Linked DNA regions of Mus musculus: all the other regions are linked to region 1. The links are chromatin contacts, called in public promoter capture Hi-C maps. All regions are on one chromosome and are shown on one strand. Each heading gives the region's core, a stretch centred on a gene start, on an enhancer-like site or on the middle of the called end of the contact. The rest is flanking DNA. Distances are from core to core; before and after follow the strand shown.

The links. Promoter capture Hi-C pulls out the DNA fragments that hold promoters and counts their contacts. Capture Hi-C pulls out chosen DNA fragments and counts their contacts.
Region 2: a contact with region 1 is called in a promoter capture Hi-C map of pre-B cells, with 4 times the contacts expected there. The contact joins the promoter of Ccdc14 here to the promoter of Gtf2e1 in region 1. A contact is called at or near these places in 2 of 39 promoter capture datasets (liver and pre-B cells), 1 of 484 Hi-C or Micro-C datasets (CD4 T cells) and 1 of 9 other capture datasets (liver).
Region 3: a contact with region 1 is called in a promoter capture Hi-C map of pre-B cells, with 3 times the contacts expected there. The contact joins the promoter of E130310I04Rik here to the promoter of Gtf2e1 in region 1. A contact is called at or near these places in 2 of 39 promoter capture datasets (liver and pre-B cells).
Region 4: a promoter capture Hi-C map of liver shows a contact between it and region 1, with 4 times the contacts expected there. The contact joins the promoter of Hacd2 here to the promoter of Gtf2e1 in region 1. A contact is called at or near these places in 2 of 39 promoter capture datasets (liver and pre-B cells), 2 of 484 Hi-C or Micro-C datasets (CD4 T cells and natural killer cells) and 2 of 9 other capture datasets (adipose tissue and liver).

Annotation. Positions count from the first base shown.
Region 1 is chr16:37,536,367-37,541,886 of GRCm38.p6, forward strand. It overlaps Gtf2e1 (general transcription factor II E, polypeptide 1 (alpha subunit)), which reads right to left and starts at 3,423. Exons shown (of 5, transcript NM_028812.4): 1 at 3,287-3,423. It overlaps Rabl3 (RAB, member RAS oncogene family-like 3), which reads left to right and starts at 3,528. Exons shown (of 8, transcript NM_001042499.1): 1 at 3,528-3,594; 2 at 5,481-5,520. The coding sequence starts at 3,549.
Region 2 is chr16:34,688,278-34,693,797 of GRCm38.p6, forward strand. It overlaps Ccdc14 (coiled-coil domain containing 14), which reads left to right and starts at 2,339. Exons shown (of 13, transcript NM_172824.3): 1 at 2,339-2,554. The coding sequence starts at 2,381. It overlaps Gm35150 (a long non-coding RNA gene), which reads right to left and starts at 2,429. Exons shown (of 4, transcript XR_876043.1): 1 at 2,361-2,429.
Region 3 is chr16:34,955,705-34,961,224 of GRCm38.p6, forward strand. It overlaps E130310I04Rik (RIKEN cDNA E130310I04 gene), which reads right to left and starts at 3,290. Exons shown (of 4, transcript NR_045723.1): 1 at 3,063-3,290; 2 at 667-848. Mylk (myosin, light polypeptide kinase) reads left to right here. Exons shown (of 32, transcript NM_139300.3): 21 at 679-832.
Region 4 is chr16:35,019,622-35,025,141 of GRCm38.p6, forward strand. It overlaps Hacd2 (3-hydroxyacyl-CoA dehydratase 2), which reads left to right and starts at 2,800. Exons shown (of 7, transcript NM_023587.2): 1 at 2,800-3,014. The coding sequence starts at 2,860. LOC105246106 (a long non-coding RNA gene) reads right to left here and starts at 2,724. Exons shown (of 5, transcript XR_876048.3): 1 at 2,450-2,724; 2 at 2,221-2,317.

The sequences.
Region 1 (5,520 bases), core at 2,173-4,672:
GTACACCTAAAATACTTGATATAGTTATTTTAAGGTTCAACAATATGCTTGATTCCAAAATATCTGTTATTTCTGACAATAATATATCAGCCCCACTTTATTTCACAAAGAGAAACAAAGAAAGCTCTGGGAGTGCTCACAGTTCTTAATGGCATGTTCTCTAAAAATGGCTGGGAATCCAGAGGGTCCTAGCAATTACCCTAGATTTCATTTCTCTTCAGTAAAACTTTCCTGCTAAGATTCAAGAATGTTTTACATAGTCACAACTTTCACAATGATCTCACACACCACACACACACACACACACACACACACACACACAAATACCTAAGTAACTGCCAGCCAGGGGGGGTGTTGACAAAATTAAGGACTGCAATAATTGAAAGAAATTAATGCTAAGCTCAAAGTGCATTACCAACTTTTAAGTCCTATCTGATCATTAAGTAAGCACCTTTTATATTTTAAAAAATGGAGGGAGATGAAGTAAGACACCCTTAAATAGTGGGTCCCTTGAAGAGCAGAGCAGAAGCTGACTGCATATAAGGTCCAGGCCACAGGCCTGAGTTGTCCTCTCAAGTCTCTCACGCGGCACAGCACCTGGACCCCAGTCAGACGAGCTGTTTGTGTGCTGTAGGAGCCTGAAAAGTCCTTAAGTTCAAGCTACGCTTTACTCCAAAGGAAACGTGGTGCTTGTGATTAGTGAAAATGTTCAGTGGGGGCCTAAAAGGACTTATTAGCTAGGCTAGCTTTCATGTAACTTCAGTATGATCCATACTGAAACTAGCCAGCCTATTCACGCTGACTATACTTCAGATTTCTGTAAGATATAGGAAACTTTTAATAGACATCCCCCTGAACTATTTCTAAGAAGTTATATTGTCATTAATATCAGTTTCAACTGAACTTTTAATTTGAACTCTGAAGTAGCCAACCCTATCAGATGTAATGCTTCATTCTGTAAGAAATGTTGTAATATCTGCAATATATCCTAAATAATCAGTGTACACAAGTATGTTATAAGGTCATATCTATAATAAAGGAAAAATAGAAAGAAAGTTAGTTACAACATATACTTTAAACAACACCAGGCAGAGCACTGTAGATACAGCACTGTAGTACTGAACATACACAGAGAAAACAAGGCAACACCTGGACTTACTAGTCTAAACCTGGCAACCCCAAAGCCTTTGTCACCCTAGATATTTAAATAGGTCTGGGTTCACTGCCACCTCAGAATCCCAAGCACAGTACCAGATACATTTTGGTCGCTTTTCCAATTTCACCTACACAGTGTACTAAGAACCACATTTTGCTTTCTGCATGCTCAGCAGCTGACAGAATAGGACATAATGGCCTCAGAAACACGCAAAATGCCTAAGGACAGATGGACGCCAGCACAGCCTATTGTTTTCTGACTTCCTTTCCATTGCTTTGCTCTCCTCTGTCCCACCTCAGACACTGTATGCTCCAGACCATTGGTTCTCAACCCTGACTGTAAAGCAATCACCTAGGCAACATTTTTAAGTCTACTAACACTGGGCCCCATTTCCAAGAGTTCTGTTTCAGTTACTATAGAAGGGCCAGATTAGGAACGCAGCTACTTTTAAAATGCCTTTAGATTACTCTAATGTGCAACAAGTCCCTGATCATTGCTCTAATCTGTCCCATGGCCATGACCATTTTGTATCCTTCAAATGAACATCCTGCATGGAGAGGACTAGTACTTGCTGTTCAGCCTGTTTCCTCTGTCTGATACTCCTCTGGGTGTCCTGAAAATCAGTACAAAGGGACGTTATCAATACTCTTCCAGCCAATAGTTTGAAGCTTGGAAATCCCAGGTCAGCTTCTTAGTGTTAGCCCCAGAAAATCCACAGCCTTCATTTCTTCACATATAAAATAATTAAAGAGCCTTTCTCACACAGGGCTTTGCTCCTTCCCCACATCCCCAATTAAGATAAATCAAGAGTATTCAATCTCTGGGCTTCTTAAAGCTCCTTAAATCAAGTTCTAAAACTGACAGCCCATACAGAACGTTTTCAACAACTTTATGAATTGGTTGTCGACATTTAAAAATCTTGGGTGCCTATAAATCCCAACTGCCTACTCCTCTTGCAGATTGGAAGTAAATGGCCAAAGTCAGACCATGTTCCTATATTAGCTAGTCTCTATGGCAGGTGACACTTAAGTAACTTCTCTGTCTGTGGAGGCTTCTTGGTGTGGTAGCTAGTGGTCTTCATTTATCTTCTTCTCTTCACAGTAATCAGGCATCTCATCTCCCAACGTCACCTTACCCAGTCCAGACCTAGATTCTAGTTGTAAAAACTTTTAAGGACCACTGTGCCCCTGGTGTGGAACTGGGAGAATCAAAAGTTCAAACCACTCTGCTTTTTTAGCAAAGTCATCCTCATATCCACCCTCAGTCCTCAAAGCTAAGCCCAAACCTTTCTCCTACTGTAGTTAGGCTTTGGGTAATGTTTCCTGGCCTTCTCAAATCCCCAACAGTGGCATCCAACACTCTCCCTCGCATTTCCTCAGAATTTGTACAGTTTCTACTTCGAAGGCCTCTTGTTCATTAATGCTAGCGCCTAGCATATTCTACTGAGATACCTGAACTTTCAATACATCCTCTGGGCACGTGTTCTTGTAGCATATCCATCCTGCCAGCTTCCACACAAATCACTTGTTTCACACCTGCATCCCAATAATGAGCGCTATAAGCCATCTTTTTTTTTTCTTTTTAAATTTAACTTGTAATTGCTTTAAGCAAGGAGCTACTACATTAAACTTGTGATTTTTGAAAAAACTATGCTGGATGAAAAGGGATTTAAAAAAAAAACACAAAGTGGGTGCAGGAAGCCCTTTTAGTTAGACTATTTTTAAATACTACTTCCCAAGTTCTAGAAGAACGTGGATCCTACAGAGCCTCTACAGTTTTCTGTTACTGTATTTTACGAACTCTCCATTCCTTCGTCCTACGACGGAGACAGCTCCGGACCGAGGTGCCCTCCACCAGCTGTGTTCAGACATGTCCAGACCCCGAGACCCCACAGTCCCTCAGACGCGCCCAGGGGCTTCCCGGGCCACACTCGACGCCGCCAAGCCCGTCCTACCCGAGGTCGCACATGGGCCGCTCCGGGGCAATGGTTCTTTAGAAGACTAAGAAGAGGACCAAAGCAAGAGGTGGCCGAGGAGAGGGGACTAGACAAGGAAGGGGACGGATAGAAGAAACCATGAAATGCCACGCCAGGTCAGAAACCGGGAACAAGGACGGGAGAATGAGGTTTACCCAAGTGGATGCTCGAACACTCCCACTACAGCCGCCCTCAGCACCTCAACTACCGGCTTCAGCCAGCCCACGCCACTTGCGAGACAAGGACGAACGCCTAATTCCTGCGACCGGTTTGGAAACCGCCCGCTAATCCGCACCCCGAAGCTTTCGATCAGTCACGCTCTGACCGACCAATGAGATGATTTGCCCTGCCCACAAGCCCTGCGCTGATTGGTGAGAATCCAGGAACGGGCGTCAACCTCAAGGAAATCGTGGCAAGATGGCGTCCCTGGATCGGGTGAAGGTTCTGGTGTTGGGAGACTCAGGTGAGCCGCTTAACCCACGTCTGGGACTACCAACACGCCCGAGCTTCCCGACACCGCTCTCTCTTCGCTGTTTACCCCCCCAGCTGCCTAGCGCTTAGGTCGACAGCTGAAATTCCTTTCAAGACCTTAAAACTACACTTCCCAGAGGACTTTGCTCCTTTTGTCGACGTGGTGGCGTGGCGGGAGGTGGGGGGCGCGGAGTCTATGGGTGGAAAAGGGACTAGTTCCACTCACTATCACTCCTAGTGACCCTCTAGGAAAATTTTTGCTTCCTGTCCCCACAACCCTAGGTTCTGCTGGCCTAGAAGTTTTGGTTCCAGAGAGGGGAGAGCTCCTACCAGGAGCCACAAAAAACATTCCAGTTCTTCCACTGCAAGCTTTGTTGCTGGGGAGTGGGTGTGGGGTAAGACATGGTCTCACTAAGTAGTCCTGACTAACGTAGAACTAGCTATGTATATCAGGCTAGTCTAAAACTCACTATATAAACAAGGCAGGCCTAAAATGAAGAGATACACCTGCCTCTGCCACTGTATTAGTCAGGGTCCTCTAGAGTCACAGAACTTATGGGTAGTTTCTTATAGTAAGGGAATTTGTTGATGACCTACGGTCTGTAGCCCAACTCCCCAACAATGGTCAGCAGCAGCTGTGAATGGAAGTCCAAGGATCTAGCAGTTGCTCAGTCCCACAAGGCAAGCAAACGAAGAAGAATCTTCCTCCTTCCAATGTCCTTAAGTAGGTCTCCAGCAGAAGGTGTAGCCCAGATTAAAGGTGTAGGCCTCCCTGCCTGGTGCTGGGACTTGCTTTGTCCCAGATGACCTTGAACTCAGAGATCTCCTTGTCTTAGTCTCCTGGGATTCATAGCCACTATGCCTCAAGATCCAGGTCAGAAACTTGAATCTCCCAGCCACGAGATCAGGATCACAGTGAGCCCTCCAATTCTGGATTGTAGTTCATTCCAGATATAGTCCAGCTGACAACCAAGAATAGCCACTACAGCCGCCGACCTTCTTTAAGACAAGCTCTCCCCTTGGCCTGGAGCCCCTAGGCTAAGGCTGTCAGGCCAACAAACATCAGGGATTGCCTCTCTCTGCCTCCCCAGCACTGACATTAGAGACGTGTGCCTCTTTGCCTGGCTGCTGTGTGTCAGTTCTGTGAACACAACTCGGGTTCTCATGCTTGTAGGGCAAGCACTGAGCCCCATGCGGTTCTTTTGTTTGTTTTTAAGTACACTTTGTATATGATCACAATAACAACATGGTATAATAGAGAAAGTCATATGGCTGGCAATAGTGCTCTAAGGTGATGTTGTTGTTTGGTTTTTTTTTTTTTATACTTTCTCAGTTTTTGGTAATAGAGTTTTTATAATAAAAAGTAAATATTAATGATAGGTCTATATATAACATTGCACAACAAAGAGATTTCCCAAGTGTTTGATACAATTAACAACAGCCAGGTAAATGAATGAGTGACTCCACACCCGCAAATAAAAGACTCATAGCCATGAAAATAGAAGACTCATCTCTTTCCTCTCCACCTAGCTCTTGAAGAGGTGCCCTTTAGTGTTAATGAAAAGATTGCCTGAGCCCAATAGATCTAAAAGGGGGTGAAGCATTGCTTCAAAATTAATAGGCATGATGAAGGAAAGCAAGTGGAATTACCATCATCGTCATTCAGAGGATAAGTCTGGGACCATGTGGTTAGCTGCTTTTTTCAGACCTACATGTAGGCACCAAAGTCCTTTGAGTATGGTAGCATGGCATCATGGATCCTGTCACGGGAGGTATTCAAACAATTTGTTAGATGTTCCCTGGCTTGGAAGAGGTGGTATAAATGTCCCATTTAGGGTTCCATGTTCAGCTGACTAAAGAGACCTTGTATCTTTACAGGTGTTGGGAAATCTTCACTCGTCCATCTTCTGTGCCACAA
Region 2 (5,520 bases), core at 1,089-3,588, 2.8 Mb before region 1:
TGTTTTTTTGTTTTTTTGTTTTTTTAATTTCCTTCATTGGGGAGACACCCCTGCATGCTGAATATACCCAGTCCTAGTGATTACAAGAAGCTCCGTGCCCACACCAGGATCCAATGCCCTCTTCTGGACTCTGAAGGCTTTGCACTCATGTGCACAAACCCATACAGGGACACACACACACACACACACACACACACACTTATAAAGAAAGAGAAAGGGAAACATCCTTGATTTCAGGTGAATGCTTACCAGAAGGATGGGGAAAGAAAGGAGAGTTTTAAGGTCATTTAGGTATGGTCAACCTTTTGAAATTTGAAATTGAGGCATAAGGTTGCCACCTACAAAGGTCACACTGGAGAACCCCAATAGAGCTTGTACTGGCTGGTTTTATGTGTCAACTTGACACAGGCTGGGGTTATCACAGAGAAAGGAGCTTCAGTTGGGGAAGTACCTCCGTTAGATCAAGCTGTGGGGTATTTTCTCAATTAGTGATCAAGGGGGAAAGGCCCCTTGTGGGTGGGACCATCTCTGGGCTGGCAGTCTTGGGTTCTATAAGAGAGCAGGCTGAGCAAGCCAGGGGAAGCAAGCTAGTAAAGAACATCCCTCCATGGCCTCTGCATCAGCTCCTGCTTCCTGACCTGCTTGAGTTCCAGTCCTGACTTCCTTGGTGATGAACAGCAGTATGGAAGTGTAAGCTGAATAAACTCTTTCCTCCCCAACTACTTCTTGGTCATGATGTTTGTGCAGGAATAGAAACCCTGACTAAGACAGAGCTACTAAAAATAAATTGCAAAACCTTCACCTCATCATTTTAAGTAAGATTTAAGATTTGTTTTAGGTGGCATTCATAAGTATCCTGGGGAACATGCTGCCTTGTGGCCAACACAACTAATACTAAAATCCCTCCACTTGGAGTGTTTACTATACAGATGGGAAGATTTTACTTGTGGAATATGTATATGTGTATATATATGCATATAATTTTATTTATATAATGTATATATTTTTATTTTATTTATTTTTAAATTCTTACATGTATAGATGTTTTCCTTGTGTGTATGTCTGTGTACTACATGCTGGGGACCAGAGGCCAGAAAAGCGCACTGGATTCCCTGGAACTGAAGTTGTAGACAGCTGTGAGCTGATGCTAGGAATTGAACTCAGATCCTCTGCAGTTGTATCTAGTGCTCTTAACTTATGTGCTACCTATTCAGCTACATTTTAACTAATTTTTTTAAAAAGAATTATTTATTTATTTTATATATGTGAGTACACTGTAGCTGTTCAGACACACCAGAAGAGGGCATCAGATCCTATTACAGATGGTTGTGAGCCATCATGTGATTGCAGGGAATTGAACTCAGAATGTCTGGAAGAGCAGTCAGTGCTCTTAACCACTAAGCCATCTCTCCAGCCCCATTTAAATTCATTTTTTAAAAAAGGTTTATTTAAGTAGGGTGTGATAGCATACACCTTTAGCACCAGCATTAGGTAGGCAAAAACAGGAGGGTCTTTGTGAATTTCAGACCAGTATGGTCTACATTGTAAGTTTCAGGCCAAGCAAAATTATGCGCGCGCGCGTGTGTATACATATATATCCTTCTTTAAAATGTCGTATGCATATGTGAGTACCACTTGTACAACTGGTGCCTGAGGAGGCAGAAGAGAGTACTAGATCTTCTGAAATTGGAGTCACATGGTTGTGACCCACTACCTGTGGGTATCCAACCTGAGTTCTTTGCAAGGGCAAGAGTTGCTCTTATCCACTAAGTCTCTACAGGTCCCAGGGTTTTAAAATCAACACAACCCTTTTTTTTTTTTTTTTTTTTTTTAACAAAGGTAGCCATCTTACCATAGAAAGAAGAGTCAACCGGGTTAATTTCTCTCCAACTTGATTTAAAACAATCCCAAATATAGTGTCTCAAACACCATTCTCTATTTAGTGCAGCTATCAGTGGTAAAAAATACTGCCATCCTTTATCAACAGCAATTATCTCGATAGAAAAAGTAGACAGCCAAACCATTGAACACTGTTCAGGTTAGATTTCTATTGACTCTCAAGAACAAATACACTTAAAACAGTACACAAAGCTTCTGAAATCCAGCGGTAGTCCTTTACCCAATGGGCTAGCAGGCCCTGGTTCCCACTTCAACCAGTTTGAAGAATGCTGCAAAGCCAACGAGTTCCTCGCCCCGCCCCTCCCGCAAGGCCCCGCCCACATCAGGCCCCGCCCCCGCGTCCGCCCCGCCCCCCGGGCCGTCTGTTGGCCTCTCCCACTCTCCGCCTGGGCGTGGCAAGCTGGAGCACGCGGAGTCTGTTGCGCACGCCCAGGGCTCCAGGTTCCGACCCGAAGGAAAACCTTTTAGCGCCAAGGAGGCTATGAGTCCCGGCGGTCCGCGGCCTTCTTCCCGGAAGCGGAAGCTCAGGGGGCGGGACAAGGGAGGTCCGGACATCTCGGCGGTTAATTCTTTTTTTCTCAAGTATTCGTTTCCCTACGCCTGGGCTCTTCTGAGGCTGAGAGAAATGGTCAGGTCCGGATCTCGACCGGGCCAGGTGAGGGCTGCGGACCTGATGAGTCCACTGTGGGGTGGCGAGAGGCGAGGGGGATTTAGGAAGGTGCTAGAAAAAAAATAGTAACTGCGGCGCGCCCGAAGTGGTGAGGACGTCCCTAGATGAATGCTTTATTCAGGGCGGCCGTGCCAGTCTTCCAGAGCGCAGTTTGGTGTCAGACCCCGGGTTCGAAGCCCAGCCTTTATCACCAGTGCAGTGACCTCCTTCCCGCTCTGTGCTTTGCAGTTGTTTCCAATATTACGTAGTTATCCAGCAATTGTGCCTCTACAAAGCCAGTAATTTGCCCGACTTGGTCATTTGTCCGACTGCCTAATAACATCTCTATCAGAGAAGTTCTTAGGATCTTAGCTTGAGTTAATCCTCTCCCCGGATTCAGCTTCTCGGTGCTTCTCTTAACTGATCTTCTGTCTCTGTTGTTGGAGTCTCCCAGTAAGTGGCTGTACCCGCCCTCCGTTCTCAAACGCGTGACTCTTGATGTTCTCTAGTAACTGCTCCAAGTACGACAGGGAAACCCATTTTCAAGATACACATTTGGCTTGGAACAGAGCCATTTTGGATCCTTTGCAGTTCCCGCCCCATCCAATCAGGTCCAATAGAGCTAAACTAGTTTTAGCCCTGCTGTGCCCTGGGCGTTCTGACCTTTCGTGCTCCCACGTCTTTTCAAATTATGGTGGGCCTGTTAATTCTATTTTCCTTCTAGCCCTCATGTCAAGAACCGTCTCTAGAATATTTTTCCAACACCATCACATCTCCGCTAGTTGGGCGTGCTTCAGGCCACCTTCCGCATCTTGCAATCTTCCACAAATCACTTCATGTTGGACCTGGTGCTAGTCTACTACTAGAATATTTCATCTCTGTCTTGGAGATTTAGAAAGCACTTGGCATATAGTAGACTTGGGGTTTTACTTTGTTTCCCACCATTTAACAACATACCTATAATGTTGTCTTTCTTGCTAATGTATATTTTGCACTCCCCCCTCCCCCCCAAAAAAAAAACCCTGTCTTGAGACTTCCTTTTTTGAATGGTTGCATGTTGTCAATATGTCTAGGGAAATATGCTGTAGTCATCAAAGAAATGGAAGTTAAAATATTTTCTATCACAAAATAAGTATTGGTGATGGTGTTGAGAAATTGGTACTCTTGTATAGTCCTGGTGAGAATATAACTAGTATAGCTTCCTCAGAAAATAAGCCGAGCACGACAGTGCACAAGTGTAGCCCTAGTATTTGGGAACCCGAGGCAGGAGGATCATGAGCTCAAGGCCAACTTGAATAACAGTGAGATCCAGTCTCAAAAAAACCCAAACCACTTAAAGTAGAGCTAAGGTGACCCAGCCAGCTTCATTACTGGTACTTATTCAAAAGAGCTGAAATCAAGATTTTAAAGAGCTGTTTGCGATTCCTTGCATTGTTGCATTCGTCGCAACAGCTAAGACATAGAAACAACCTAAATATCTCTGAGTGAGTGGGTAAAGAAATTACGGTCACATACATCTAATGGAATATTACTCAGCCTTAAGGGAGGTCTGCCGTATGCAGTAGCAGTGTGTGTGATGTGTGAGACTGACTTAGTGGACTCAGCTGTTCCTAGAGGACAGCTGCTGCTTGCTTTCCCATACGTGTGTCTGAGGTAGCCCAATTCAGAAGCAGAGCCGTGGCTATAGAGAGCATGGGGTTGCTACTCAATAGGTATAAGTTTTAAGTGTACGAAATCTAGGAGTCAGTGAGATATATTGTACCTGTAGGTAATACTTTATTTTGTTAAGATAGAGGAGATGTTAAATATTTTTGTGACATTCTCTATTTAAAAAAAAAAGATCTAACAAAGCTCTGGAATTTGGTTAAAAATGTTAAAGTATCCAACTAGAAGGAGCTCCCTTCCTGATTGACTCTGAAACAATTTGAGCATCATATTCTTTTAAAAAAGATTTATTTATTTTTATGTGCATTGGTATTCTGCCTGCATTTCTGTGCAAGGGTGCCAGATCGTCTGGAACTGGGGTTGTAGACAGCTGTGAGCTTAGCTTCTGTGTGGGTGCTGGGATTGAACTCAGGTCCTCTGGAAGAGCAGCCAGTGCTCTAGCTGCTGAGTCATCTCTCCAGCCCAAGCATTCAATTTTTTTAAAACAAAAATTTAATAAACATTATTATTAAGGAACTCATTAAGAGAAAACATCACAAATGAAAATCACTCAGATACAAAGAACTGGGTCTGTAGAACTCAGTGAACTTTTGTCCAGGTAGAGTAGCCATTCTGAAGCTGTGGTGCTCCACCCTGGATGTCGTACTGTCACTATTGAGTGTGTACTAATGTACTTCTCCATTACAATTAGAACAATTACCTTTCTATCCTCTTTTGTCTCTCATGTTCATCACCTGCACTCACTCCTTCCTCATCCCCTAATGTTTATTCTTTTGATCCTCTTTGTATAGTGTATCCACCTGTCTATTTGTTTACATATGAGCATCACTATTAGTAATGAGTCATAGTCTTTTGACTAGAATAGGAATCAGTGTGTTTACACTAATCAATCAATAAGGAAGAAAGAAAGGTCCTGTTCTACTAGTTGAAAGTCAGCTAATAAATGCAGAAGGAACTGTGTAGCTACATAAATATGTCACAGTTTGATGAAACATTCACTTAAATACGAACCATCAATGGATGTTCAGACTACTGAGAGAGCGTTTGAGGATAGCCACATAATGTCAGGGTATCTTATAAAATACTTGATTAGAAAGATAAAGTAGTATGTTTGTTTGTTTTGGAGACAGGGTTTCTCTGTGTAGCAGTCCTGGAACTTGCACTGTAGACCAGGCTGACAGGGAATCAGAGATTTGCCTGCCTCTGGCTTTCCAGGGCTGGGACTAAAAGTGCGCACCACCACTGCCTGGCAAACATAGTAATCTCAATGATGAAAATCCATGCAGACACCATTGTATATCACCAGT
Region 3 (5,520 bases), core at 2,040-4,539, 2.6 Mb before region 1:
CATCAGTCAATACACAAGACTGTGTAAGCATCAGATTTCCTAATCCTTCACCCTAGAAGCCAGTGTGATTCTTCCCCTTCCTCAGTCTCTGCCACTTCTCCCTACATGTTATTATTATGGGCTTGCCTGTTCTGGACAGTTCAGATCGATGGGATCATGCACTCTGGCATATCCACCTTTGTCTCTGGACATGGTTTTGGTTTTGGTTTGGTTTTGATGTTGTTATCTTGTTTTTGTTTTCTTAGTTTTGGGGATTTTTGTTTGTTTGTTTTTGTTTTTTGTTTGTTTAGTTTGGTTTGGTCTGATAGGTTGTTTTTAGGGCTTATCAATGCTTTAGCATAAATTGCCATCCTATTTCTGTGTGTGTGTGTGTGTGTGTGTGTGTGTGTGTGTGTGTGTGTGCTAGAGGACAGCCTCAGGTGCCACCCTGTCCTCTTCCTCCCTTGAGACAAGGTGTCTTATTGGCCTGAAGTATACCAGTTATACTAGACTTACCAGTTAAGCTAGCCAACAATTCCCAGGCATCCTCCTGTCTCCACGCCCCCAGCAGTGGCATTACAAGTAGGCACCACTACACCAGACAAGATGGAGTAACCCCTGCTCCCTCCCCACTGTCCCGTTTGTCCTTGAGAATAGACGGTGAGGAGCCCCATTTCTCACTCTCACCTGTACCCGCAGATCCAGGAGAGCGAGCATATCAAGGTGGAGAATGGCGAGAGCGGCAGCAAGCTCACCATCCTGGCCGCGCGGCAGGAGCACTGTGGCTGCTACACACTGGTGGTGGAGAACAAGCTGGGCAGCAGGCAGGCCCAAGTCAACCTCACGGTCGTGGGTGAGTCCAGGAAACGCTAAGCAAGAAGGGCGAGGAGTGGGGGACAAAGTGAACAAACCCCGGGATGTCAGCACCTTCCTCTTGCTTCCTCGTTCCCCCTGTCTTCTCCTCTCCTTACTCTCACACAATACCTTGCAAACTGATGCAGGACTCCATACCTGCCTCTGCTTCACCACCCACCCCCTAGCATCTTCCATTCCCTGAGTCCCCTCCTTGTTTCTCGGGCGTTCCTGGCCATTAGAGATCCCAAGCCCTCCTGCCGCAGGTCTTTTCGGTGGATTGTTCACTTCCTCTGGCTCATGCCCCCCACTGTCTGACTCCCTTTGTGTCTTAGTTTTCTTTTGCTGTGCTGAAGCACCAGATCAAGACAGCTTAGAGAAGGCTGGGTTGATTTGGGGCTTATGTTCCTAGAGGGATAAGGGTCCATCACCATCACGGTGGGGAGCATGGCGGCAGGCAGGCACCACCGCACTGGAGCAGCACCAAGAGCTCTCATCTCAACCTACAGACAAACAGCAGACAGGACCAACTTGAGACAGCTCACATCTTTTGAAACCTTAAAGTCTCCCTCCAGGGACATACTTCCTCTAGCTAGTCCACACCTCCTAATTCTCCTCAAACAACCACCAACTAGGAAGCAAGAACTTGTGGGGGGACATCTGATTCAAGCCTGCAAATCCCCACCTGGGATCAAGGCCACTTCCTCTTACTTTCAGGGGTCGGAGCACGGAGACTGCATCATGTACACACTCCAGGCTATGCTCTGGTGCCCCTAGACGGAGGTATCAGTGACCTTCAGAACTTTTATCCTTCTCTGGAGACACGTTCCCCGTTGCCATCCCCCTGCCCCCTCCCCACTCCCAGGACACACACAAAGCCCTTAGGCCTCTAGCTTCACTGAGAACTACGAGGCATTAGACTCCTCTGAACTTGGTGGCCTCCAGACCTCCAGGTACCTGTACACCATGCCATCAATGGCTCCTGTACCTTGAGGAGGGTTCTTTTCTTTGGTCCAGTTCCCAGGTTCTCAGGACTCCACCATCCTCAGCTCACTCAGCTTTTCATCCCCCGCTTGTTCCAACAGCACAGGCATTACCCCACCCCCACCCCCTGCATCGATTGGCCTTCCTGCAGTGCTCTGCTTTCTGTGCCCCAGCCCCTGGGCTAACCCGGTGGCAGAGCAGCCTCACCCCTTGGCCTCTGGCCCTCTGCAGCTACCTGCCCCTTAATCCCATGTTGCTTGGTCTAGAGAGACTGTTTCTCTAAGGTCACTGTGATTGCTAACCCTAAGTTCTTCCCCTTTCTATATCTCTGAGTTCCCAGTAAGCTGAACCCCTATTTAGACCGAGTCTCAAGATTTGGTGTTGCCTTCTTTCCTAGTAACTGTTTTTACGTTCCGATCTGTCTTCTGACACATCTAAATCGCTTTCTATGTGGCTTCCTCCCATGGGTGATGCTCACTGTTTTCCCTCGGTCATGGTTCCCCTTGTGGCAGATGCATATAGTACAGTAGAGGGACACAAGAAGGTGCAGCTAGGGGGACAGTAGACTGTGTTGTATGCCTGTGTGGGCCTCCATATATGGGGCTCCTGAAAGACTTTGGCCTGGTATTTAATTGCATACACATTAGATTTGAGTAGGTTTTCCAGTCAATCTTGGCTTTCAAGCTTACAGGGTTTCAATTAGACAAAGGGGCTCCTTTGGGTTCAGTGTGAAGACTAGTCCCCAACTTCACAGCAGGGCTCACACCTACAGAACAAAAGAGTGTTAGAAAGGATTCATGAGCCACAGCGGGGATCTGAGGAATGTCCCAAGCATGAAGTTGGCAGTTGGAGAGGACTCAGAGGCTCTCTTAGTGCTGTCACTCTGTGGTCCCTAACTTTGGTCCCAGTCTTCCTTCTCCATCTTTATCTCCTATCCTCACCTTAGGCCCAAAGTGGATAGGTATGTCTCCAGCCATGCAGAAGGGAAACTAAGGGAAGAACTCATTTCAGACTCTCAAAAGCCTGCCCTCCAGATGTGCCCATGGCCTGTGGATGGCTAAAGAGTGAAGAATCTCTCTAAGACAGAGAAACCTCTTCCTCAGCCTTCCCATCTATCTGCCCCTGTGTGGGGTCAACAACTTTAAACTGCCTTTCTGAAACCAGTGCCCCCTACCCCAATCGGGGCCACCCCGGGCCGTGCCACACTCCCCTTCCCCCAGCCCCACTGCGGGAGCTGCAGTTCTGACCTTTTATGGTTGAGTTTCTCATTCTCCACTGCCGGTGCTGACAGGGCCATCGGTGTGGCTGCCTGCCAGCTGGCAGGAGCAACATGTTAAATGCCGTCCTAGGAGGGGAATGGAATGGGGAGCAGGCTCTCTGTCTGCCTCCCCCACCCCAGAGCTAAGAATAGAATCGCTCAATAAAATGAGGACTCGTATTGATGGCCACAGCACAGCTACATCCATTCAAAGCCCATGAATTTAGACTTAGGCCAAAGTAAACCAGGATTAACCTGATTTACCTGTGTGTCTCCAGGGACATCTGCATATTATCTGATTGGGGTTTATTAAGTAGATATAAACACAAATGAGATAAAGTAGATATTGTTCCACCTATTCTGGACAGTTTTCAAGCACTTGAAACGCATCCACTTGATGGGCCGACTAAATAAGGCCACTTAAAAGTGACTTGTGCTCCTTAGCTGCAGAAGTCTCTTGTGGCATATTCTCTGAAGAGCTGCCTTCTTTTCAGATCACTCAAGAGTCTCATTTTCAAATCAACAAAAGCTAGCCCTTCCCCCCCCCCAAGTTGGTTTAAGTGAGGGATACTTAGCTATTTCCGAGGCTAATTATTGTATTTTAAGAAGCAGCATAAGAATGAGGTTTGCAGCCTGGCCTGGGCCTGCGCCTGCGCCTTCTGGGCTGTTCTGTGTGACCTGGGAGAGGATGAGGGAGGAGCAGGGGATCCAGATGGATTCTTTAATGTCACTCACCCAACACAAGAATAACAGGCCTCCTCCTAACTCTAAGGGAGAAAAACAAAGTATCAAGAACCCAACCTACACCAACTACATTCTGAGTTTAAAGCTGATGTGATTTGGAAGGGCTGGAGATACGCCTTAGAGATTCCCGGCTTACCAGTGTAAGCATGACACTAGCTTGGTCTCATTCTGCCTGACAGCATAGAAAGGACGGAACCCTGTCTGGATGCACAGGGTTGTGGGACTCTCCTGTGGCTTTGTCCATGACTAGTGAGTGTTCCGGCTTGCTCTGATAATGCACCCTGACTAAAAGCAACATAGGGAGAAAAGAGTGGATTGGCTCACAATTCTGGCTTACAGTCCACCATCTCAGGGCTAGGCTAGGCTAGAACTCAGGTCGCTAGTCATTTCACATTCATGGCCAAGAGCCGAGAGACCAAATGCATCGCGGTGTGCTCTCTTGCTCTCAGTTAGCTTACTCCCCTCATACTATCCGGTTTGCCCTGCCTAGGGAATCTACAGCCACAATGGCCTGAGTCTTCCTGCCTCAGATAACAGTCAAGACATTCCCCATAGATACACCCACAGGCCAACCTGATCTGTGTAATTCCTTGTTAAGGCTTTCTTCCCAGTTGATTCACGGTTGTATCAGACTGACAGTTAAAACTAACCAGCACCGTGAATTCAGCCTCAGCCTCAGCCTCTTAGAGCCTCTTTCCAAGCGTGTGCCGTAGTTTAGGCCAGTAGCTGTTGGATTCAGGATCAGTGCTTGGCCATCTCTGCAGGCCCAGCCCAGACAGACATGGTGTGGGCAAACACAAAGAGGGCAAAGGGAAGCCGGGCTGTTGGGAAGCATCACAGACAAGGTTCTCTGGTTTCCCAGCAGTAGCCACCCTCTACTGAGCACAAACTCTTGCAGCTGGAAGGATTTCCCATTCTGCCAGCCATGTCTCCAGGGAGCCCTGGGAGAATTCCGAGGAAGCATGGGTCCAGCCGTAGCCAGCGAGCCAGTCTCTTGTTTGTCAGGCACTGTCCAGGCCAGATGTGTCTGTCTTTAGCAGAGAGGCTCATGGGAGAACCCTGGTCCCACCCGGTAGTTAGTTCAACTCATGTGGGCTCTGTACTTGGAAAGGATAAAGAGCATCAGACACAGCTCTGAGGATAAGCACGGAGGAGGGATCCTACACTCCTAGCACTCCTGAACCTTTGTGGTCCAAGAGCGTCAGGGTTATAAAGCACACAGGCCCAGCACCATGTTCCAGGGAGGTTTGTCCTTCTGCTGGTCACATGCGGGCCTGACCCTTTAGTCTCCTAAAATAGTGATGAGAGTGGAACACTAAGACAAACATGCAAGACTCTCTGAATGTTCGTGTTCAAATCCCTTCACATTCTGCTTGTCATGCGAGCCTCCTCCCCCATGGTCTGCACCTTCTCCTGTACTGGCTGAGGGAAGCCCCACCACGTGTAAATTAGTGGTGCCTGTACCAAGGGTAGGTGCACACAGCAACTCTTCAGCAACGTTGATCTCTCCAAGTTGTTTTTTTCCAGAGCAAACCAGAGAGAAGGCAGTCGGCCAATGGCCAGGGTCTTTACTTGTATAAAGCTCCATGACTAAGTCTGCCAGAAGGTCTGGGGCAGGGACAGTAAGGACTTCTCCTCCCCTACCCCCACCCTCACCCCCCAAGCAGGCTCCTTCACTTCCTTAGCTGATTTCCAGAGGACTT
Region 4 (5,520 bases), core at 1,550-4,049, 2.5 Mb before region 1:
ATTTTGTTATGGTGGTCTTGACCCTTCTGGCTCCTGCAATCTTTTCCTCCCCCTCTTCCACAGGATTCCCTGGGCTGTGTCTAATGTTTGACGGTGTGTCTCTCTATCAGCTCCTATCAGATGCTGGATGGAGTTTCTTTGTTGACAATTTTGGTAGGCTCTGGCCCACAAGTATAGTAAAGTCTCAGTAAGAATTGTCTCATTGATCTTTGTTTTTTTTTCTGGTTGTGTTTGGTTCTATCCTAGGTGTCTGTCTGGGCTATCCAGCTCTGGTTCCTGGCCTTCAGGGAGTGTCAGGTCCATTGGGCTCCCTCTCCTCTCATGGCTCTTAAGCTAGACCAGTCATTGATTGGCCACTCCCACAAATTCTGAGCCACCTTTACCCCAGCACACTTTCAGAAAGGAGAAATTGTAGGTTGAAGGTTTTGTGGCTAGGTTGGTGACCCAATCCCTTTTCTGGAAGTCTTGCCTGGTTACATCAGATGGCTGATACAGGCTCCATATTCCCCATCACTATGATTCTTGGGAGTTTCCATTGCATGGAGTTTCTACCTTGCTCCTGAAATGCCTCCCAATTCCAGTAGTCTCTCCCAGGACTCTCTTCCTCTACTCACCCCTCATCTGACCCATCCTGTTTCCATCCCCACTTGTTCCTAGTCAACCCACAAAATCTATTCTATCTCCCCTCCCCAGTGATATTTATGTGTAATTAAAAAGATCACCTGTACTTTGCAGAGCTGATGGGTATAAATAACTACAAAAATATATTCTGAGTTTTAAGTTGATTTCCAACTTTATGCCTTTGTGACTCTTACTTTCCTATTGTATTATACTGAAAAGAGAGTCAGTTAAATGAATGAGAGTTTTAAAGTGAATGATTGTTTTGAAAAATAGTTCACTCCTTTATGAGAGGTGCGGGGGTGGTTTGCATTTTTGGATTTTAGTTTTTGGGGTTTTTTTTTTGGCTTGGTTTTTATTTTATTTAAGATTTATTTATTGTAGGAGTGTTTCACCTGCATGTATGTATATGTACCATGTGTGTGCTTGGTGATTTTTGAGGTCAGATGATGGAGTAAGGGATGTTGAAAACTAAACCTGTACCTTCCTCCTTCACATGTTCTTTTAAAAGTCAGGGGAAAAGGCAGCAGGATGTCTTTACAGTCTTTGAGAGCAGGTAAGGATGAGAATTCAGCAATTTCTCTGCTCCTACCTCTCAGTTTCTGGGGGTGCATCATGACTTTCAATCCTAGCATCCTGAAGCTCTCAAATCTCTAGCCTGCAGGTCTTCCTGAACCTCAGAGTCTAAATCTAATTGTCTCTTCCACATTTCCACTTACATTTCTAAAAAGGATTTCAAGCTAAACATAAAAGTCCTGACTTCTGCCTTCAAACTTACTTCTTCTTCTTCTTTTTTTTATTTTTTGGTTTTTGGTTTGGGGAGACAGGGTTTCTCTGTGTAGCCCTGGCTGTCCTGGAACTCACTCTGTAGACCAGGCTGGCCTCGAACTCAGAAATCCGCCTGCCTCTGCCTCCCAAGTGCTGGGATTAAAGGCCTGAGCCACCACCGTCCAGCTCAAACTTACTTCTTTTTACAGCTTGTTCTCCCAAGCAATCTGAATGCTCCTTTTACCTTCCTTTAAAACCAAATGTTCTACCCAACACATTTCACTAACTCTAAAATATTCTGAGAATTCAATGTTCCTCACTTCAACTATTATCACACTGGCTTAAATCACTATCATTGTGACCTGGATCATTGTAATAATTTTCTGATACCACTTTTCACCAGCTAATTCATATCGATTCATTCCTGGATCCTTCTGTGTAATCTCTTGAAGACTGACGACGTTTGTTTCTTTCATTTATTTTGAAATATGTATATTTTCCAATACAACCTTGTATATGCTCCACAAGTACTTCTTGGAATCAATACATATTTTATTACATTACATAAATGCCAGTATATTTATGAACACTGATAGTAAGGTACTTTTTATGAAGAAAGTACTAAAAAAAGAAATGAGTGGGGTCAGCAGATTAAAGGAGCTTTCAGAAGTTATTTCTGATCTAACTCAGTAGAAGTATTTCCCTCCCACCTAGCCCATAACCTGTAGGTATAAACAACTCTTTACTGCCTTACAAGGTCCACCACTAACCACTGATTGACCTTAATCCTCTTTAATAAAAAGCAGGCCTACAAATGGAGAAAAACTGGCTAACCTTTAGAGACTGTTGGGAGTGTCCAAGAGAGCAGGTTTAAAAAAAAAAAAATCCAAAGACAGGGAAGAAATTGTTGAAGGCTATTTCCCCGAGTTGGCTACAATTAGAAGAGAAAGATAATATGTTACAAAAATGCTGGTTCCTTCTGCTCTCTGAACAGGACACACAGCTTAACTGACGTCAATCACCCTCTAGCTACTTGGGCAACTGTGTACAGGGGTAAAGATACCTGGTACCTGGTAGAGGCTAAAGTTACCGAGGACCAGGACATATCATTTGGATCCAGCAGGAAGAGATGGTCATAAGATAGCAAATGACCAGAGACAAATTATCCGTAAGAACAGGCCTGACAAGTGAGGCCCAGGTTCACATTAACCTGATCAAACCTGGCGCTGGATGCCCACACGGATTGTGCGCCGGAAGTTGGGAGGAAATTACCCCTATCCAAGATGGCGGCTACGGAGACGAGCGCCTGGAGCGTCTTTGCCCTCATCCAAGATGGCGGCCCCCGTGGGCGCTGTCCCGGCTCCGCCCCGTGCCGCGGCCCCGCCTCTCCCTCGTCCCTTCCTCCGCCCCCTCGTAGAGCCCAGTTGGGTCTGAGGTGCAGGCGCGAGGGGAGCGGGGTTGCGGGCGCTTGACATGGCGGCAGCGGCGGCGACTGCAGCGACCAAGGGGAATGGGGGCGGCAGTGGCCGAGTCGGGGCTGGCGACAGCAGCGGCGCGCGGAAGAAGAAGGGCCCCGGGCCTGTGGCCACGGCGTACCTGGTCATCTACAATGTGGTGATGACGGCGGGGTGAGGCTGGAGCTCCCTCCCCGGGGAGGCGGGGAGCGAGCTCTGTGACCGGCGGGGTCGGACCCGCAGCCCGGGGCGGCCGCGGGGCGAGCATGGGGCAGGCTGGCCGCAGAGCTGCCTGGTCAGGGCCGCGGCGGGGCGAGCGGGCGGGCGGGCGAGCGGGCGGGCCACAGGTGCGGCGCGGCGCGGCGCGGAGGCCAGCCCCGGGCGGCCGGTCAGCACTTCCCCAGCCCGGCGAGGAAGCCCGCCTGGCTGCGGAGATCATTCATTTAGGCGGCCGCTTTCAAAACCCAGGCGGGAGCGTTCGTCTGGGAGGCGGTAGGAACGTGGTCGAAGTTTTCCGCCAGCCGCCCGAGCCGGAGCGGTCCGAGACCGGGGCGGAGACTTTGGAGGGGGATTACTTAGATTTTCTTGGGGCAAGTTGAGATAGGGAGAGAATCGACTCTGGGGATGGTGTCTACCCCATTTCAAGTCTGTCTCTTCATAGCAGGGCTTTTAGTTCCAGTTCTCACACAACTCGCCCTGGGACTTTGAAGAAACCTGCTTCTTTCTCTGGGTCTCTAGTGGGTTTGGTTTTTTTTTTTTTTTGTTTGTTTTTGTTTTTTTGTTTCCCCCCCAGTTAGGTAGAGTTGGGCTAGGTGAATCCAGTTTCGCAATCCGGTGGTTTTGGTGAGCTGGATCACCATATAAATTTAAATTGTCAGGAAATTCCTAAGTCGTAAAACTTCTTAGGTGCAATTTCTCCTGCCTTCTGTTCTCCCTTCCCTTTTCTCTTTCTTTTCCCGTTTTTTTTTTTTTTTTTTTTTTTTTTCTTTTTTCTTTTTGACCAGAACTCATTATGTAGTCCTGGCTCGCCTGGAACTTGTGATTCTCCTGCCTCAATCTTGTGACTGTTGGAATCAGGGGCCTGTGCCACACCACTCTTGACTCCCTAGCAAGCATTCATCCGTTTGTTTACTGGTGCTGGCGATTGAACTTAGGGCCTCACACTTGCTTGTACTCTACTACTGTGCTAGCACTATGGCTTTTTTTTTTTTTTTGTAAGACTTTCAAGTATACAGAAAAAATTTAAAACTGTATTTTGAAAATCCATTCTTAATTATCTTTTACAGTAGGAAATACGTTGGCAGGGATCAAAACTTAAAATATACACAAAATGCATATATACGGTGAAACCCTGTTTCAAATCACTTTACTTGAATCAGCTAATTTTGTATGTTCCTCAGATGCTGGTATTAGCACAGGCCAATAATACACACTTGCACAAACGTTGTAAGCCTAAAGAAATTATGTTGCTTTTTAATGAAGAAATAGGCTTGGAGGGTGGTAGGCTGATTGTTAGTATTGCAGATAGGAGGTGTTGAAACAACATGCCCTCAGGCTGGGCATGGTGGATCTCTGAGTTAAAGAACAGCCTGGTCTCCAGAGCAAGTTTCAGGATAGCCAGGGCTACACAGTGTAATCCTGTCTCAAAGAAAAACAAAACCAAAAAGACAAAAAAGAAAAAGAAAAGAAAGGAACACAGGCTTGCATGTGATTATACAAGTTCTCAAAATCCCTGGATCTAAACTTAAGTCAATAAAGAACTATTGCAGCTACAAGTTGTTGTTCTCATAAATGTCCCCAGATTATTATTTTTTTAGGAGAACATTTAGAACTCTCTCTATACACATATATGTACGATTCCTGTTCTAGCAAAGATGTTGGTAGAAGCATTGTATTGAAGAGCGATGTCACAGTCCTCTAATGAGGAAAGACCTCCTTTCTGGGCGATGAACACAAGAATGAGGAGTAGGGTCTTACTTATGTATGTATGGGAGTATTCTGTTGCTGTCTTCAGACCCACCAGAAGAGGGCATCAGGTCTCATTCCAGGTGGCTGCGGGCCACCATGTGGCTGCTGGGAACTGAACTCTGGAAGAGCAGGTCAGTGCTCTTAACCACTGAGTCATCTCTCCAGCCCAGAAATCGGAATTTTGAGAGGGAAGTTAATGCTTTAATCAACTTGAACATTAATTTGTTACTGCCCATGCTGGCCAGTTAAGCTAGTAAGGAATTTATTTCTTCTGTTATAAACCCTTATTTAATGTCCCTCTATGATAGTTTGTAGGTGTAGAACATATATACTGTTGCCTAGTTGAGTGTGTACATTTAGTTGAATCTGCTCTTTCTGAGATGGGCCTTAATGACCAGGTTCCATTTGCTTCCTTATAAAATTTAACAGGAAGCCACAAGGCCTAATATTAATTTTTTGAGGAGGAAGGTCAAGCAGAAAGGTAAGACCCACAACTGGATGTCCTGGTGCTTTCTGGTTTCGTGGGTTTCTAATCAATACACTTATTGATCTCTTCTCATTTGGTCTTGAGAAATTGAAAACTATCCATTTTCAAAGGCAACTTTTATTCATATTTTGTATGTAATTTAAATAAGATCACGATATACGGACCTGTCCCACTGAGGCACTTGTATAAAATAGTTTAAAGTATTTTTCCCGTCTAAATATTATT